Linked DNA regions of Mus musculus: region 1 is linked to region 2. Evidence: chromatin contacts called from public Hi-C data. All regions are on one chromosome and are shown on one strand. Each heading gives the region's core, a stretch centred on a gene start, on an enhancer-like site or on the middle of the called end of the contact. The rest is flanking DNA. Distances are from core to core; before and after follow the strand shown. Region 1 overlaps Nxpe3 (neurexophilin and PC-esterase domain family, member 3). Region 2 overlaps Gm45968 (a long non-coding RNA gene).

Region 1 (5,306 bases), core at 331-2,830, 360 kb before region 2:
GACCAGCCGGCCCGGAGAATGCGGATAGCCGAAACAAGAGAGGCCCCAAGGCAAAGACCAACTCTCAAAAAGTAGTTCTCGGATCCCATCATCCTCGCCCCCGCTATGGCGTCTGTGTATCCAACGCCCGCCCCCCGACTCCAGAAATGAGGTCTTTGAAGTCCTGTCACTGGTGCCTGAGGATTGTGTGATGCTAAAATTTTGGAGAGAGAGAGAGAGAGAGAGAGAGAGAGAGAGAGAGAGAGAGATATCAGCTTTTAAATACTAAAAATGTTTATGTATAGTAAGACTATGGGTTTGACAGTATACTGTTAACTGACCAAGCATGAGAACCAAGCGAACCTCCTATTTAACGGCTGTTGAAAGGGTTACAGGATTCTTGCCGAGATATCTGTGTTGAACATGAACATAGATCATTTCCAGCACAATGTCTGCATATGGGTAATGGGCAGAATGAAAGCATAGACTCCGTCTGAGTTGAAATCTGTGTTTTCTTCACTTTAGGGATAAGAAAGTGGGGATAGAAGAAGTTGGATAGAAGAAGTTATTGCTTCTGTTCTGTTGTAGCAAGAGAACTAGGGCTTACAATAGCTAATTGAATACGTAAAAAAAAAATAAGTAGGGTGAATTTTGAATGTTTCCATCATGAGCAAGTGGTAAATTTGCGATGATTAGCCAATTTCTTATTGTGTCTTATAAGTGTTTATAATTACTAAGTGACCAAAAAAAAAAAAAAAATCAAAGAAGAAATGACATAAAACTACCTGGTCAAAAAGCACAATTATTTAGAAAGAATATATAAAATGTTTTTAGGGACCTGTTTTTTTTGTGTAGGACGTTTTGCCTGCATGTATGCATGTGTTCCATGTACATGCCTGGTGCTCACAAAGGTCAGAAGAGGGCATGAGATCCGTGGAGAGGCTCACGGATGGTTGTGAACTACCCTGTGGATGCTGGGTATCAAACCAGGTCCTCTGTAACAGCAACAAGTGTCCTTAACCACGGAGCCATCCCTGCAGCCTTTGTAAATATTTTCTTTTTTAAATTGAAAATCTAAATTTTTCAATCCAAAATGTTTTGTTGATATATTCTTTCTTCTTCCTCACCCCCTTCTGGATCTTCCCCTATAAATATTTTTATTTCCATATGAAATGCTTACTTGTAAGACTGTGGTAGAGAGCCATTTTTGTTGAGTTAAATTAGAAATCCTGAAGTGTTAACATTTTATGGTCACTCATTTTGGTAGGAGAAATATCATGTTGAAGCAGTATAGGAGCGTCTCAAATTTTTCAAACTGATTTTCTTTTTTCCACAAGTTAGCTTGTGGCCCCGTCATTCTACCACAAGGTGTCACTATGCCAGTGAACTCGCCCCATGCATTTATTCATCGGGCCAGCAGAGGGAGCACATTCAATGTATTTACTGGATCGTTCTCTAGAAGGCCAGTATTTTGTATTGCTGAATAAAAACTGAAAATGAAACTAAAGGAAAAACAACAACAACAACAACAACACCACACACACAAATCTAAACTTTTATTTATATTTACTTTATTTATTTATTTTTAAGACCGAGTCTCACTATATAAATAGAGACTGGCAGAAAGCCCATCTTGCCAACCCAGCCTAGTAAATGATCAATGTTACAGGTGTGCAGTCTTGCCAAGCTCCAAGGGTTTTAGTTTTATTTCTTTTAATTATTTAAATTAAATTTATTTTTAAAATTTATGTGTACTGTATTTACATATTTTAAATCTTGCATCTAGATGCAAAGATTGCTATTTTTAGTGAGTAAGAGCAGATTGTTTCGTTTCTATGAACTTACACGTGAAGATTATCCAGTTGGCCCTCTCTGGAGTTGTGTCTGTCAGTCTATCTGATGCAGCTCCCGTGAAGAAGGAGGAGGAGGAGGAGCAGGAGGAGGAGGGAGAGGAAAGAAGGGAGCAAAGGAAAGCATTATAATTTGACCAAGCTCCATGTGGGAGGTAGTGGGATAAAAGGGATAGAGAGAGAGAATTGAATAGTGAAACATTCAGAGATATCCCTAACACCAAATCCCACTATCAGAGACAAGAGTGATCGGAAAAACCTGTTGCTACAGAAAGAAAAAATAATGCCCATCCTTATATGCAGTCCCGGGAGCAGTGGGCTAATAGCACATTGTAGGTTGTGGTAGGATCATTATAAAACTCTCTACCTGGGATGTTTGCTTGAGAAAGTATTTGAGGTAGCTTCCATTTTATGGAAACCCAGTGATTAATTTTCATTTCATAGCCGTTCACACTGTTAAAGTAGTAGACCTTTGTAGGAAGGTATCTAAGAAAAAGAACCAATCTTAAAGGTCTTTGGGCATATTGTTTTGAGCTACCTTAAGTGCCCTGAGTGTGTTTGTATTCACGTTCATCTTTTGTCCTGGGCTCAAAGCCTTGTTTAGGTTTTAAAATATTTACAAAGGGATCATATTCTATACTGTCTTTTAGGATTTTATTCCCATGAAGAGAGTCCATGACCACAGTAATTCTTTTTAAAAATTTTTTATTATTTTTATTAGGTATTTTCTTCATTTACATTTCCAATGCTATCCCAAAAGTCCCCCCCACGCTCCCCCCACCCCACTCCCACTTCTTGGCCCTGGCGGTCCCCTGTACTGAGGCATATAAAGTTTGCATGACCAATGGGGCACTCTTTCCACTGATGGCCGACTAGGCCATCTTCTGATATATATGCAGCTAGAGACACGAGCTCCTGGGGGGTACTGGTTAGTTCATATTGTTGTTCCACCTATAGGGTTGCAGATCCCTTTAGCTCCTTGGGTACTTTCTCTACCTCCTCCATTGGGGGCCCTGTGTTCCATCCAATAGCTGACTGTGAGCCTCCACTTCGACCACAGTAATTCCTATAAGGAAAATATTTAATTGGGGCTGGCTTACAGTTTCAGAGGTTTAGTCCATTATCATCATGGCAGGCAGGGAGCATGGCAGATGTGATACAGGAAAAGGAGCTGAGAGTTCTACATCTTGAACAACAGGCCCAGGAGACTGCGTATTGCCCTGGGTAGCTTGGGCCTGAGAGACCTCACTTACTATAACAACTTACAAGGAAGCCACACCTACTCCAAAACAGCCACACCTTCTAATAGTACCACTTTCTGTGGGCCAGGCATTGAAACACATGAGCCTTCTAATAGTACCACTTTCTGTGGGCCAGGCATTGAAACACATGAGTCTATGGGGGGTGGAGGGGGCATTCCTATTCCAACCACAGCAATACTTGGTTACCTTTTAAATCTAGGAAGATTCTTCATCTCTTTTGCTTTTTATGATATGGACAATTTCAATACTGATACTGTGTAGAATGTTGACTAAAATGTTGACTAAATTGAGGTTAAGTATTTTTGAAGGAGAATTATGGAGAAAACTATCCTACAGGCATTTTCATTTTCATTTATTTTTGTGTAATAAACTCCAAGCTCATAAGAGTGGTTTACATGTGCCCTCTTGAAGGTCATCTAGTGTCTATTAAGATATGAAATTCCGTTATCCTCCAGTGTGGCCAGCCCTGAATAGATAGATCCTTTATGACTTGGTTTTCTGTCTCCTGTAGAATGTCTGTTCCAATTAGGGAGGAGATTCTGGGAGTCTTGCCATGTAAGCCAGGGCTAGAACGGTGCCCAGAATATAGAAGAAGCTTACTAATTTTCTATAGAATGAACACATTTTTTTTTGTGCAACTGATGAAGCAGTGAAAATCTGATGGTTCACTCCTGTATCAGGAGGCCGAGCACTCTCCATTTTTAAAGCTTGCTTTGAATGAGTCTAAGAGTCCTGACTTATTCCTGGCTCTGGAATAAGTGTTCCTGGAGTCGCATTCATTGCTGCTGGCTTTCGTTCTCCCGCAGCTTCCCATGCAGTTCCTTAAAAGAAGTTACTGAGCATAGACTCTGGTCCATGGTCTAAACATAGGAAGGTGACGTAGAGAAGCCCCACTCATACCCTTGAGGAATCTATGTTACAGTAAGGGGAACACACACCAAGGAGTCCGCAGTTGCCTGTTCCGGGGCAGGCATCTCCAAGGGACTTCTCTCAGTTCTGGGCACATCTAAGAAGTGTAACACGTGACTTAGTTCATTGTGGACTTGTGGCCTCAAAAACGTGGTCACAAATTAGACATTCTCTGATCCCAAAAGGAAAAAGGAGTTATTCAACCTGAAGTTAGTAATTTTGGATATCTATCTATCTATCTATCTATCTATCTATCTATCTATCTATCATCTATCTTTCTATCTATCTATCTATCTATCTATCTATCTATCTATCTATCTACCTACCTACCTACCTATCTCTATCAATTATTTATGCATGTGCGTGTCTACAGCACTGAATGCATACTTAGTAAATCCATCTTCAGTTTATATAACTTCACTCAAGAGCCCTAGTTTCTTAACTATTAGTCATGTTGGGTAATGTTCGGTGAAAGCATATGTAGTTTTTCACTTACAGGTAAAGACACACAACTGCTGACAAATGTCCCTGAATCTCAATCTAAGCATGTGCTTTTTTTTTTTTTTTTTTTAAATTCCTTCTAAAGTGGTGTGAATATCAAGATGCCAATCAACTCCAGCGGGCCTGACTGGGTGACTGTGATTTCCAGGCGAACGAAAGGTAAAGACAACCGAGCTTGATGTTGTTTCCCCTTTCTTTAATAAAGTCCTTGTGTCCCGAGTGTTTCCCCTGCACGTTCTGCATGTGTACGAACAGGCATGCAGTTCCCTCAGGAGGCAGGTAAGTAAGCAAGCCTGTCAGATCTCCTGGAGCTGGGCTGTCAGCCATGTGGCTGCTAGGAACCCTGTCTTGGTCCCCGCAGTCCCAGTGGACTGGACATGCCCAATGTTGCATTTTTGTTAGGGGAATTGTTGTACAAATATATATATATATTAACCCATTCATATGCCATGGCTACTTCTGAGTATAATCTGGAACTATTAAAAGCTTAATTAAAAAAAAATCAGCTAGAGCTTGTGTCCTTAATTCTGGGTTTTGCTGTGAACGCTAATGTGAAAGCTGTCTTCTCTTGCTTCCATTATACACTCTATATTTGTCTCTTCAGAAGTGAGTCCCTAGAAGAGTGCCTCTCAACCTGTGGGTCTCGACCCCTTTGGGGGCCAAATGACTTTCACAGGGGTTTTGTCCAAGGCCATTGAAAAACACAGATATTTACATTATGATTCACAAAGTAGCAAAATTACAGTTGTGAAGTAGCAATGAGATAAGGGTATGGTTTGAGCTCACCAGAACATGAGGGTCACCG
Region 2 (5,480 bases), core at 2,244-4,743:
AACTCCTCCCAGATCCTTCCACCTCCCCAGTCAACCAATATCACATCTTCTTTCTCTCTCTCTTTAGGAAAAAAACAGACAATCAAACCAATCAAAGTGAAAAGCAAACAAAAGCAAAGAAAAAACACAACACACACACAGCATAAAAACACAAAATTAGAAACCATAATATGGAAGCAAAAGAACAGTACACTCACACACACACACACACACACACACACACACAAAATGCCCAAACAGGCTATAGGAGACAAAAGGTGTCCAGGGATTATGGCACCCTACTTTCAGAATAGATGGATCTTCCAGATAGAAAATAAAAAAAAAAAAAGAAACACAGGTATTAAATGGTTATTCTAGACCTGAAAAAAACTAATATACATCTATAGAAAATTCCATTCAACAGCTGAAAAATTAAAGTAGAGAAAAAATTTCCAAATTTGCTCTATAAGCCCAATTGTGGTATCCTGATATAAAAACAAAACAAAACAAAATAAAACAACAAAACAAAACAAAAAAGGGACACAATTGAATGCAAATGAGGGTATGACTGCTCCAAACTGTGGTTGAAGAGAAGGCTTTTATTGTAGGAGCAAGAGAATAACCAGAGGCATCTGGAAGGGTGCAGACTGAACTTGGCCATGAGAGGTGTGCTCCTGTGAAGGAGGGGGACTTGTGAGGGAGGAAGAAGAGAGAGAGGGAGAGGGGGAGAGGGAGGGGGAAAGAGGAAGAGGAGTAGGAAGGCAGGGAGGATATGGGGGAAGTTGGGGGAGGGGAAACTGTGATCAGAATATATTTTATGAAAAATTATTTTCAAATAAAAAAGATGTGTACATTTAGTACTTTTATTTTAAAATAGCAATGGGAGGGGGTGCTAGACATGGCAATCAAACAACAGAAAAAGAAAGTTCACTCAAATTCAAAACAAGGATGTTACTTTTCTTTGTATGTACATTGGATAATTAAAAAAAAAACCCAAATACTGCTAAAATTATTTGAACTAATATTTTCATTCTGAAAAATTGCAAGATATAAAATCAACACATAAAATGTCAGTAGTATCATTGAATGGCAGACAGGAATCAAGGAAGCAACCATATTTACAGTAGCTACAACAATTACGTGAGAATGAATTCAAGCAAAGATATAGTAAAACATTACAAAACATTAATGCAAGATACAAAGCAAAGATAACCCATGGCTGTGGATCGGAAAAATCTGTGTTGTCAAAGTAGCCACACTGAGTTGTTTTTTAAAAAGACAAATTGTGAATTCATGAAATCGGGAGGTTGAAGTTTGATGCTTAGGGAGAAACTGGGGTGGGGGGGAGGAAGTAGGGGTTAAATTTGAGCAAAATTCATTATGTGTATGTATGGGATTCCCAATAAAAATGCAGAAAGAAGTTTACACTACTCAAAGCAAGTTTCCGATTCTACATAACTCCTATCAAAATATCAAGGGAATTCTCTGCAAAACTACAAACAAAAATATTGATAAGACAACCCCCTCCTTGAATATTCAATATTGATCAATAAGAACAAAACAAACTATCTTGAATCAAAATGTAATAAGCTGGAGTGAACAAACCAGCATAAAAACAGACAGACATACAGACATGCAGACTGCTGGCAACCTGGTGGTAAACTCATCCACAACCAACTGGATTTTGACAAAAGTAGTAAAGATATAGATTGGAAATAGACAATCTATTCAAAAAACAGTGAGAGATGGAAATCAACCCAAAACCAAGTGAAACTAGACAGCTATCTCACTTTTGGCAGTTACAGAAACCGATTTGAAGTGGGTGAAAAGCAGAAAAACAAGGCCAGAAACTATAACTGACAAGAAGAAAACGTAGAAGGAACACTTCAGAACATTGGCCAAGGATTTGCTTTTCAGTTGTTAAGACCCAGAAACTGAGCTGGAGCTAAGGCTCAGTAGGTAAAGAAGGCACAATGATCTATACTGAACAGCCTGATATGGTGGTACACTTGTGTAATCCTACCACAAGAGGCTTAGCCAGGCTAGCCTAAAGCCAAGGTCTGGAACCCACTGAGAGACCCTACTCAGAAAAGTAAAGTGGAAAGGGATTGAGGAAGACAGCCCCCTCTCTGTCTCTCTGTCCCTCCATCTCTCCATCTCTCTCTCTCCTCACTCCCCTCCCCCAAAATCTCCAAGCTAAAAGGAACTCAAGCAAATATAGACAAATGGGAAGACATTAAGTCCTCACACAGAAAAGGAAGCGAGTACCACAGGACTGTATTCATATTTGAAATCCAAAAACGTTGACTATATAGCAGTCCTTGAATATGCTTAATTTGCATGTGTTAATGGAGGTGGCCATTAGCTCTCACAATCATTGTCTTGTTGACAATTTTTTTTTGTTGTTGTTGGGCCAGGCTATGACACATCCATACTGAAACTCAAAGTGCTGTAGGCTGAGAAATAACTGGATCTATCGTAGTACACTGAGGGAAAAAAACCAAAAACCAAAAACCAAAAAACAAAAAACAAAAACAGAACCCCAAGGTCTTGTATGAGTCATTTTTAGTGAAAGCAAAAATAATAAGACATTGAAAAAAAATCTCTACTTTGGTGATGAAAGCATTGTTGGCATTTCTTCTAGGCTCTGTTCAACAGTTACCTGGCAACACCAGGTAGGCCTGGCTTGCTATAAACAGGGCTGTTTGTCTTCTCCTCCCCTCTCTCTGCCCCTTTTATCTCTCTGACTCTCTGACCATCTTCACTCTCCCTAACCCCTTTCTCCCCCTCTAACCTTCCCCCTATCCCCTTCATGTTCCACCAGCCTCTTCTCTCTTTGTCTCTCTCTGTCCCCTTCTCTTTCTCTGCCTCTACTCCCTTCTCAACTCCCCTTCCCATGTTCCCAAATAAAATCTGTCTATACTAGACCCACCATATGGCTGGTATCTCGAGTGGGAGGGGAATGTCTCAGCACGGGCCTTCTGAGGTACCTGCTCCCACCACGCCAATCCGAGGTCTACAAAACATATTCTTGGCTTTTTTTTTTTAAATAAAACACACCACACACAACATTTTTATTTTTAAAATACCATTGTTTGATTTATTTGTGAACAATAGAAACCCTAATTTTCAGCCCCATGCTGCATCTGATTTCTAGGCCTTGCCTCCAGTTCCTTCCTGAATATTCTAAATGGCTGAGCTATGCTTCCTGTGCCTGATTTTTGGTGCTTTCCAAAGATGTGTGATTACTTCAGGTTGTTGTAGTAACACACTCCACCCAGCCAAGTCAACCTTCTCTGGCATCTTCTCATACTAATGAGAACAAACAGGGAGAAGGTCTCCCGCTCTTACAGACACACATCCCCACTGAAGAAGGCTAGGCAGAAGCAGGGCCCTTGGGAGGTCAGAGATGAAGCTGTAAATGTTTCTATGTCTTGGTGCTTAGGGATCTGGAGGCACAACAAACTGCAGTCTTCTAAGGTTACCATAGGAAATGCGTTCCCACAGACTCACTTCCCACTTTCCCAGGGTGAGTCACGCCCTGGTTTCGTTTACTCAAGCAGATAACAACTTAAGTCAATGAAACATGGGCTTTTAAAAAAAATCACTGATAACGTCATATTATGTATTTAAAATTTAGTTATCCATTTAAGCTCACCCCTGAGAGAAGAAGTTAGTCGTGAGTTTCAGGAAAAAAAAAAGTTACTGTTCACACACACACACACACACACACACACACACACACACACACACCACAATCACATTCATACTCAAAACAATGCCTTAATATCAGGTGGGATTCTAGAATTCAGTAGAAAACAAAACTTGGGGGAAATTAAACTACATTCCTACATTCCAAGAACCTAAGGAGGAGATTGGATTCTTAGGAAAATAAAAGTCAGCCAGGGTTCTTACCCAAACCAGGGAGTAGATGCCGGACATACTTAACAGCCAGAGTTCTCCAGTTTCCTTGCCCTGCCCTCCCCTTTTCTTCTCCCCTTTGCGTTCATCTCTATTCTTCATCTCTGTCACATTCTCTAGCCTCTCCCCCTTAACATGTGTATATGCTCTGGCATCTTCTCCTACTAACAGGGAGAAGGCCTCCCGCTCTTACAGATCTTGTCTGCCAGCAACTTCCCTACTATTTGACCCAAGAAGCTCCAGTCTCCAGGGTCACACTCCCTCCTGCTAGTATCTGTGAATTCCCTTTCTTTATCGATAAGGTTTTGTTCTGGAACTCAGGCTGGCCTCCAATTGGTGATCCTCCTGCCTAGTGGTGTGATTCCAGGTAGGCGCCTTCAGTCCTTGCTCCTCCCCTTTTATCTTCCACGATTCTTAGATGATTCTTTATACATCAAAGTATAACCTTATTCCTTCCCAATTCCTGAAATGCTCCTATGGGCCTTCTAGAAGTCAGGAGCATAGAAAATAGCTCTCCATAGCATCAGCTTCTTGAATTCCTATGCAAATCACCTGCAGACTCCTCTCCTGGTCCCTTCCCTACATTTCTCTTCCAGTACAGGTGGCAGAGCTCCACTGTGGCCTGGGTGCCAAAGAGGCCGAATGGAGAGAAATCACTGGTGTGACCAAAGTGTGTCAGAAGAGGCAAAGCTGGGCTTCTCCACTCTGCCTTCCAGTTGTGGCCAACAGCAGTGGCTGTGTGTTTTCTTTAGTTCTACCACCGTCTAGTTTTACTTTATCTATCTATCTATCTATCTATCTATCTATCTATCTATCTATCTATCTATCTATCTATCTATCTATTTATTTAAATTTTGGCCTCAACTTGGATCTAGTTTCTTCCAGATAGCTCATGTCCTACATTCTAATATTATTACCTCCCAGTGCAAACTTCCTAGCCAAATCAGGGACTGTGTCCTTTGATTCCTAAGGTCTTTGTTTCTTTACTAGTTCCTTTCAAAGTTATTTTATTTTATGTCTTCCTGTTTTCCTGATTGTAAGAAGGTTCACCACATGTGTGCAGTACCCACAGAGGCCAGAAGAGGGTGATAGATCCCCTGGAACTGTAGTTACAGATGGTTGAATGCTGCCACATGGGTGCAGAAAACAGAACCCAGGTTCTGTGTGAAAGCAGCCTGTACTCATTTTTTTTAAAAGACATTTCTTTCTTTTTTTTTTTATTAGATATTTTCATTATTTCCATATCAAATGTTATCCCCTTTCCTAGTTTCCTTTCTGAAAATCCCCTATCCCCTCCCCCACTCCCCCTGCTCCCCAACCCACCCACTCCCATTCCTGGCCCTGGCCCTGGCATTCCTCTATACTGGCAGCCAGTACTCTTAACCACTGAGTTCTTTAGCACCTATAGCTCCCTCTTTAAGTAAAACGAGCTACCTTCCAGGTTCACATCTCTTGAGCTGACCTTGAATGCTTGTTACTTTTTTTTAAGGTGCACAGTAACAAAGTTTATTTAAGACCGATTTGAAGACTTGGAAAAGAGGACACGTTAGTTTTAACTTCCTGTCCTGACCCAAACCAAT

Evidence for each region. Hi-C and Micro-C count contacts between places; a contact is called where the count stands out from the background.
Region 1: a Hi-C map of bone marrow-derived macrophages shows a contact between it and region 2, with 29 read pairs. The contact joins two enhancer-like sites. A contact is called at or near these places in 14 of 39 promoter capture datasets (the C10 cell line, the HPC-7 cell line, HPC-7-derived erythroid cells and 10 more), 7 of 15 datasets of contacts at CTCF or cohesin (CD8 T cells, the NIH/3T3 cell line, embryonic stem cells and 3 more), 105 of 484 Hi-C or Micro-C datasets (the AML12 cell line, B cells, the BV-2 cell line and 69 more) and 14 of 115 datasets of contacts at active chromatin or transcription factors (the HPC-7 cell line, acute myeloid leukemia, astrocytes and 10 more).

What each region holds. Positions count from the first base shown.
Region 1 is chr16:55,859,660-55,864,965 of GRCm38.p6, reverse strand. Nxpe3 (neurexophilin and PC-esterase domain family, member 3) reads left to right here. Exons shown (of 6, transcript NM_001134457.1): 4 at 4,587-4,660. Among named protein-coding and RNA genes, the nearest start is that of Nxpe3, 33 kb to the left of the region's middle. Within about 2 kb of position 1,580, at least 9 of the 459 cell types and tissues checked have an H3K27ac peak or open chromatin away from gene starts, as enhancers often do. A contact at or near this core is called in bone marrow-derived macrophages, where this site is marked.
Region 2 is chr16:55,502,979-55,508,458 of GRCm38.p6, reverse strand. All of the region lies in intron 1 of Gm45968 (a long non-coding RNA gene), which reads left to right. Among named protein-coding and RNA genes, the nearest start is that of Mir5118, 11 kb to the right of the region's middle. Within about 2 kb of position 3,493, at least 55 of the 459 cell types and tissues checked have an H3K27ac peak or open chromatin away from gene starts, as enhancers often do. A contact at or near this core is called in bone marrow-derived macrophages, where this site is marked.